Regions from separate parts of the Gossypium hirsutum genome. Here region 2 is linked to region 1. A link is a contact called in public Hi-C data. All regions are on one chromosome and are shown on one strand. Each heading gives the region's core, a stretch centred on a gene start, on an enhancer-like site or on the middle of the called end of the contact. The rest is flanking DNA. Distances are from core to core; before and after follow the strand shown.

The links. A called contact is a pair of places that touch in the nucleus more often than the background predicts.
Region 2: a contact with region 1 is called in a Hi-C map of leaf, with 1.6 times the contacts expected there. The contact joins the promoter of LOC121224096 here to the enhancer-like site in region 1. A contact is called at or near these places in 5 of 34 Hi-C or Micro-C datasets (callus and leaf).

Annotation. Positions count from the first base shown.
Region 1 is chrD12:30,192,430-30,196,833 of Gossypium_hirsutum_v2.1, forward strand. No RefSeq gene overlaps it. Among protein-coding and RNA genes, the nearest start is that of LOC121224094, 51 kb to the right of the region's middle. Within about 2 kb of position 1,957, at least 7 of the 9 cell types and tissues checked have an H3K27ac peak or open chromatin away from gene starts, as enhancers often do. A contact at or near this core is called in leaf, where this site is marked.
Region 2 is chrD12:30,300,964-30,305,367 of Gossypium_hirsutum_v2.1, forward strand. It overlaps LOC121224096, which reads left to right and starts at 2,420. Exons shown (of 7, transcript XR_005921586.1): 1 at 2,420-2,743; 2 at 2,823-2,921; 3 at 3,003-3,155.

The DNA.
Region 1 (4,404 bases), core at 707-3,206:
TAGGCTAATCGACCTAAATTAAGATATTATCTACAGGACTTGGACTTTCGGCAATAGAACAATCAGGGTTCTATTAATCATAGGATCTACAGATGCACTTCCCATGATTTGCCGAACCATAGAACAGATCGAGCTACCAACAATATCCCAATTTTCCTGATAGAATTTAGCATGGAACTTGTCAGTTCCTTGAGCCTTCAAGGGTACCATACTAAAAATAGCTCTGCGTATGATAGACAACATCAAACATTCCATATCAGCCGTGGGTATCAGTGGGAACTTACCTTGGCTAGGAGGATAACCATTGATCGGATACTCTGTTGTATGCAGGTCTTTGAAGTAGTTCACCACATGTTTCAAAGAATCATCATCAAAACACCATTCGTCATTTCGAACCTTCAACCCTTTAATCTTATTCCTTCTTCATCTTGCTAGAGTGCGTCCATAGAAATAACTTGTATTTTTATCTCCATATTTAAGCCATTTCAATCTAGATTTTTGGAACCACATTAGTTCTTCATGATTTAAAATTTCTTCAACCTCCTGGCCTAAGTTTAATTCACGTTCATGGAGACACAACGAGGACATTAAATCTAGAATTTTTTGCACCCTGTTCAATTTAGAAGTTTCCTTTTACGCACAAAGATGTTTTTGTAAAATCGTTTATTCCAATCTTGCACCACATTTTGAAAACATTCTAAATTCCTTTCAATCCCTATATCATTTCTCCAAGTTTTCCTTACAAGGTCTTTAAACTCGGCATGTAGCATCCAACTAGTTAGACACTGAAACGAGCGACAATCCCTTTGAACAATCAGGCTTAGAGAGACCAAAATTGGACAATGGTTGGATTTCAGCCGATAAAGATTACGGACCATACAGTTTGGCGCAAAGAAGTCCCACTCTGAATTACAAATGGCCCGATCAACTCTCCGAGACAGGTTCCCTCTACTCAATGTGAATTGAGGACTATTATAACCGAAATCCCAAATCTTATTGTCAAACAGGAAAGACTGAAACCACTTACAACCAAGTCGTGCCTGAACAACACCTCCTACCCTCTCCGAACCATCTAACACCGAGTTAAAATCACCAACAATTAGCCACGATTTTGAAATCGAATTTTCCATAACATCCAAGTTATACCAGAGATCCTTCCTCTTCTTTTGTTACGGGCTAGCATAAACCACTGTGCATAGAAAACTAGAAGAGTTAATCTCGCTGCAAACTTTCATGTGGACCATTTGAGGATGAATAGCCAAAATATCAACTAAACCTGTCTCATTCCACAGAATCCATATTCCACCGGCAAAACCATTAGCTTTAATCCTACAAGATTGAGCCATTCCAAATTTAGAAATAATTCTGTCATCTCGCGTACCACTTGTCCGAGTTTCAAAAAGACAAATGATCTCTGGCTAAAACTCTTTCCGATACTCAGAAACAAACTTATGAAAACGCGGATGTCTTGTACCTTGACAATTCCAAAAAATAATATTTGTGTCCATATAAAGCAGAGCGAAAAAAAAAACCCAACAACAGATTGCGTTTTAACAAATATCCTTGGCGTTAGTAGGAACCGTAGTACCCATCTACTCATCATCTTTCGGATTGTCAACTATTGTCTCTGTGATTGCATGTCCCTGCTCCAACCCAGAGATTATACCCTCCATAGCTGCCACTAAATCCACCGTAGCAACTATCGATTTATTCAAAGAATCATCTGGCGATTTATGATGTTGGGCAATCCCTTAGACCAATAACTGATTTCGCGGCCCTTGAAGAATGCCACTGGAAGCTACCCTAAAACGAAAAACCCCATTCTCCTTGCCCAACTCCATACCCATTTTATACTTGAGCAACCCCCTGTTCTCTTTCTCACTGTTTACTTGCTCGGAATGCCTGATGCTTGGTTTTATCTAACTTGGCTGTTAAAGTAATTGGTTGGAAACCCATGATTTGCTCACCCCCAGCAGCCTTGCTGGTGTTCAGGCCAAAATTAACATTCGTGGGCCTCTGACCCATTCCAGTTGAAGACCCAATATTCTTATTGATAAGCCTCAAAATTTAAAAGCCCACTTTGGACCCATTCCCTAACAAAAATCCTTTACCTTTAGCATTCGACTTATTTCTTCTTGGGCCAGCAGATCCTTTGATGGATGACACCCTTACATCACACTCATTTTCATTTATATTTATTTGTTCTGTCGGTTTGTCAAAGCCATTAAATGCGCCATCATCATTAACCAGATTCTCTTCCACTACAGCAAATCATGATTGTTCTGGAATCATTCCCTGAATTACGTTCCTTGTTTCCCCGCTGCTCCGACCTTTCCCTCTTTGCCGACGTTTGACCAACATCCATGAACCAAAGCTCTCTTCTTCAACTCTTTTTTTCTAGCTCTTATTTTTCATCAACCACGGAAGCACTACCATTACCAATATCAGATGATGAAGATTTCATTCTCTCACATCCTTCAACACTATGACCATAGAGACCACAGTTAAAACAAACGTTCAACAATGATTCATATTCAACACGCTATGTCCGGCCATTGATCTTTACTTTGGGTACCAACGGTTTCTTAAGATCAACACAAACAGCTAAGTGCGCAAACTTGCCCCTCCTGGCAAAGTCTATGTGAGTGTCTAGTTTCATAACCGGGCCAATAGCTTGCCTGATGGCACGAAGCAAAAAATTCGGAGTAATAGCCTTCTGGTAAACCTGGTAGTCTTATCCAATACATCAATTCCAGTATTGGCGGTAGAAAAATCCAGTGACCAAGGGTGCACTGTTCCATAAACTACCCACGGACGTCCTACCAGCACTATTATAGTCTTTCTCATTGTTAAAACGAACAAGGTAGAAATCTTTCTCCAAGTCCATTAGCTGAACAGGATTCAAAGGCTTCCACATTGTATTAATCTTATTAAGCAAAGCATGAAAACCTATTCTACGTACGGATTTCAATTGCGGTCGCAGTTGCGTTTTCGGTCGCATTGCGTTTATCGCACTTGCGGACATAACGGATGCTATTGTGGTCATTGCGAATATCGCGGTCGTGAATTTTAAAACAACTTATTGTAAAATATAATAGCAGTTTCGACAATAACGGTTTCAGACGGTGCCGCTACCGCTATATAACGACCGCTATTTTAATAACGAACTGCTATTTAAATCCCTGATTCTACTGCCCAAAAGTTTGACAATCAGTGTTTTCGACATATTCCGCTCAATAAACTTATGAACACGATTCGAAAAGGTAATAAACGGTATTCCATCTACCACCTCCGTTATCACATCTCCCTCTTAAAGCTCGAAGACCTCTTCCATCCTATCTGTTTGGTCCAAATTCTGAGCCATGCCCAACAACGTGGCCTTGTATGAAGCCTTAGCCATTCCGGATCTGGAACCTGTCTTCCATTACCATCAACCGTAAGGTCGTCCGACTCTGTAGTAACCTCCGATCTCCTTCAAACTTTCTTTGTTTCCCTTCCGACACCGTTATTCGAACTATCAAGTGTTCCTGCCACTGTGATCTCCATGATTCAAGTAATAATCATTTGAAAAATGTTTTGATTTAAATACATGTTATTTGTCGAAGAAATCAAATAATATTATCAACTGGTTTTTACTTGAATGAAAGTAACGGTTTTTATAAATTTATAATATTAAATTTTAATTTTAATTAATATATAAGTGTAACACTAATTAAATAATAATTATTTAAAATAATAAATGTAATTTAATATAAATACAAAATTTAATTCAACATTATTTATTTAAAATTTTATATACAAGTATTTATACTCAATAATTAGTTTTCTAAATAATATTACTTTTGTTATTATGTAATAATGATTAATAATATATTAATAAATTATTTTAATGTTAATTTAATAATATAATAAATGATAAAAAAATTTTAAACTACAGATTATAGATATATTATGTATAGGTTGTTTTATATAAATTTAAATTATTGACATGAACCCCATTTTTTTCAATATAATAAAATTTATTGTTTAAGATAATAATTTTAAAGCTTTTTCAATTATATAAAAAAAGAAAATTTAGAAAAATACGAGGTAATATTGTCATCAAAGTCAAACCGTCCACTTGAATATTTTAGCCGACATATAATTGCTTTATACCAAAGTGGCGGATTGACACTTTTATCAACGTGGCTAACGATCACGTAGACTTTGCAAAATTAAACTTAGGACGCCGTTGTATCACAAAATATATTTAAAATATAAAAATAAAGCTGATAAGATTAAAAAAAAATTCAAGAGATTTAGGTTTAGAGATTAGATTAGACTTTCTATATATCAAAGCTTATTTAATCCGAAAACAAATAACTTACTTTAAAAATATTAAAATTTACATATCATATTTTAAAA
Region 2 (4,404 bases), core at 1,170-3,669, 110 kb after region 1:
AATCAGTAAAATTTCTTATCGGAATTTTCATACGGTATTTCTATCATACTGTAGACTAAAAAATAATATTAAAATAAATTTTCCTTCAGCCTCAGATTTGTGATCTCAAAATCATTGTTCTGATTCCACTGAAAACGGGCTGTTACATAAAGTGAGTGATGAGTAATGATTTTAGTTGAGGAGAGGTGATGCGAAAGGAGTTGATAAGAATAGATTGAGGAGAGGTGATAAGTAATGGTTCGGTAAAGGTTTTCAAAAAATACTAAATTTCAAGGGCTTGATTGATTTTTTACTTTTGATTAAGGACTCAATTGATTACGATTTTTGTTTAGAGACTTAAATGTTTTCTTTTAATTATTTAATGAGGGTTTTTTTTGTATTTAAAATGTGACCTATATGTTTAATATTTTTATTAAATATATATATTTCTAAGAAAATGGTTAAAATGCTCTATTAAATTCAAAATGTTTAATATCATTTGGTATCTGAGTTTGATAATTTTTTTTTCTAATGTGGTATATGTGTTTTTTGGTCCAATGTGGTGCATGTATTTCGCGTAAGTTATACATTTTGATACTTGAAAATAACAACGTTAACCTTTTAGTGTTTAATTCGAGCTTTAGGGTTGATGTAATGAAAATTCATAATTAACTAATATAATATTAGCAATTAGTTTTCATCAAATCTACCCTGAAACTTGAAAAGTTATGGTAATCATATTATATTCAACAAAATAAACAAATTCACAATTAACACTTAATTTATTCTATTAACAAAATCATGAAAATCAAACATAATAATATTAACAATTATTTTTCATCAAATTAATCTTAAAACTCAATTGACCAGTAAAATATTAACACCGTTATCTTTGAATATTAAATATATAACTTTTGAAAAATACAAGTACCACAATGAATAAAAGAACACAAATAGCATATTAAAAATGTCAAACTTGAATATAAGTTGATTTGTTGAACAAATTAAAAAAAAGGATAATATAATTATTTGCCCCTAAACTTGACAATTAGATTCATTATGTTAAATGGACTTGGATTCCATCAAGATTTGATGATGTGACTAGTGTTCTTGGAACATGACTGGATTGATCGGTCGGATCGATTAAACCGAGAACCGATCCCTATATTGGTCCAAACAAATAGGTTGAATTGATTGAATCAGAAATTGCTCAGAACTGGTAAAATTGAAAATTAGGACGAAAACTAGTAGTTGAACAGGTTGAACCAGTTTAATAATTTTTTTAAAAAAAATTATGAATTTTTAATTATTTATTTAAGTATTTTTAGTCTAGTAGTTGAACCGATCAAACTGGTTGGATCGAGAACCAACGGTCAGACTAATTCAACTACAGGTTCGGCTATTAGACTTGGATTCCATCAAGATTTGATGATGTGACTAGTGTTCTTGGAACATGACTGGATTGATCGGTCGGATCGATTAAACCGAGAACCGATCCCTATATTGGTCCAAACAAATAGGTTGAATTGATTGAATCAGAAATTGCTCAGAACTGGTAAAATTGAAAATTAGGACGAAAACTAGTAGTTGAACAGGTTGAACCAGTTTAATAATTTTTTTAAAAAAAATTATGAATTTTTAATTATTTATTTAAGTATTTTTAGTCTAGTAGTTGAACCGATCAAACTGGTTGGATCGAGAACCAACGGTCAGACTAATTCAACTACAGGTTCGGCTATTAGAACATTGTATGTAACATTCTAAGTTTGTATTATGTCATCACCTGGAAATTTTATAAAATTTTGGGTAAACTACACTATAGGTCACCCAACTATGGGTACGTTTCTTTTTTTGTCACTTAACTATAATTGTTTTTTTAAATTGGTCACTCAACTAATCGGGTTTTTTTTTGAACCATTTCCATTAAGTACCAAATTGGAGGATGACGTAACAGTTATAAAATCGATATGATAACAAATTTAGTTATTAACTTTTACTTATTATATTGATTTAATCATAATTTTAAAAACATAACTCTCAAAATTACAATTAATCATTTTGATCCTAATTCTTAAAAAAATTAATATATAAATACATAAATATTTTTATTTTTATATATTTTTTAAAATTATTATATATATATTTACAACAAAACACAATCTCATCTCATGAAAATCCTCAATCTCTCTCTCTTTTCAACAAATTTTAAATTATAGCTATGGAGAAGCTGAAGCTTTGACCGATGAAATTGAAGAAGAGTTTAGGATCAAAGAGATCCTTCACAATTGTCAAGATGAGGTGTCGTTTGCTTAAAATTTTTAATTTTCAAATGAAAATGATATTACAAAAGAAAAGGTAAATTTAAACATTCGGCCTGATCTAGTAAGAAAGATGTACCTGGTATTTATAGCCCATAGTTTCGATTTTTATATTCACTCTATATTAATTAGGTTGCTGACCCTTTCCACCACCAAGAGTCTCATTCTCATTCAATCAATAACCTCAGCAGTAAACATAATTAAAGATCAAGATGGTGGGTCAATGGACGGCGACTAAACCAAGCCGGAGCGATGAAGTTTTGGACTCGGATCAACAACAACGAATCACCAACCAGGTCAGAGCTCAGTTCGATTCGATGGTCCCAAAACGACCCACCAAACCCAACCGGAGTGAACCGGATTTGACATCCTCCAATCCCCCTTCAGATGTGGACCAAAACATACCCGAGCTTGACAAGTTACGGTCCCTTCAATCTCAATCTCAGGTACGCAATTCCTTAACCTTGTACCCCCTCATCTTTGTCTTTCAAGTTTTGGGGTCAGCTCTTTGTTTTGCTTTCATAGGCGAAGATCTCAGAGGGGGGAGCTACAGTGGAACAAGAGGAGTTTGTGGAGACACAGTATTACAGGGAGATGAATTCCATTGACAAACAGCATCACACGGTTGTTGTTTTTGTCTGAACACTGCAGTGTCTTTGTGATTTTATTTCTCATTGGGTTTTGTTTTTTGGTTATGGATGACAGACAGGAAGTGGGTTCATAAGAGTGATGAAAGAAGGAGGTGAAGGAAATGGATATGATATTCAACTGGAAAGTGGGCAGGATGCAATCAGCAAGCCTATCTTCAAAAGCAACCCAGCAACTAATGACTGGATTCCGACCCTGGAAGATGATCAGGTATTCATTTAGGGCTTAATTCTATCAAATAGAAAGAATTAAAAGGGCCATCTGTTTAATGATGTGCATATGATCAGGTCTTTGTTTCATCCAAACCGAATCGAAGTGAGGGTTGTTAGATCAACACGTGATGTTGACCAACTTTGCTTATGTTATAGTAAATGTTGTGGTCCTGGAATAACACAGAAATTGGATATGGTTTGTAATGGTTTAAACATTGTGTTCACTTTTTCTACCTTGTTCTTTGCTTAATGTAAAGGTAAAAATTAAAATCCCCAAGCAATTTCTTCATGAGCTGACTTGCTTTACACATGGCAACTTTAGGCATAGTTTTCCGTTCCTGCAAATTTGAAATTCGAACTAGTAAGAATGTAATTTAAAAAGATTTACAAATATATTTTTTAATAATTAGAGTAATTCAAAAAACAATAATTTTAGTCTCTACCCAAACAATAACAAATAAAATTAGTTGGTTAAATTCAATTATGCTAGGTTTAGTCTCTCATTTTAAATTTATATATTTTTAAAGATTAAAATTTCAATTTTGAAGCAAATTACAATCACATATAATAATGCATTTATTGTTTAAAATTTGAAAAATAGTAGAATTTAAACTTTTTGAAACCTCAAATTTTGATAAAAGATGAACAAATTAGGTTTCATGTTTAATCCCAAAAAGAAGGATTTTCTCAAAAATCACGCTTGAAAAGGCACAACTAAAAGATTATAAAGCCATGTCAAATACACGAAAGTAAATATCACGCTAGGTGTAGTAAAAATGATATTATTCAAAGTTATAAAACAAATTAAAATAAAAAGATGATGGAAGAATAATAAAAATTTTCTCCTTCATTCAACGTTCACTTGGTTTTCTTAAATCTTGAAAGCTTCAATTCTTGTATTTTATATATATATACACATATATTTAATAATATTAGAATAACCTTTTACTTTTGAATAGATTTTTAATATTTTCTAAGATTAAGGCTTCCTTTCAATGTGTTTGAACCACTTTTTTAATTCAATCTCACTGATGAGGTGTTTGGATAATACCTGCAGTTGCCCACTGAATTGATTCTCACTGTGTTACACTTCCAGTTGCTCACTGATGCTTTTTGCTTCAGTGCACTCAACGCAGGCCTTTTTTCTAATTTTACCCATGGCCATTTCTATTGTTTTTAACCTTTTCTTTCCCTTTTAATATTTGAAAAGCCCAAGCAATTTATCTCTAGATTAGGTTGGATAAATA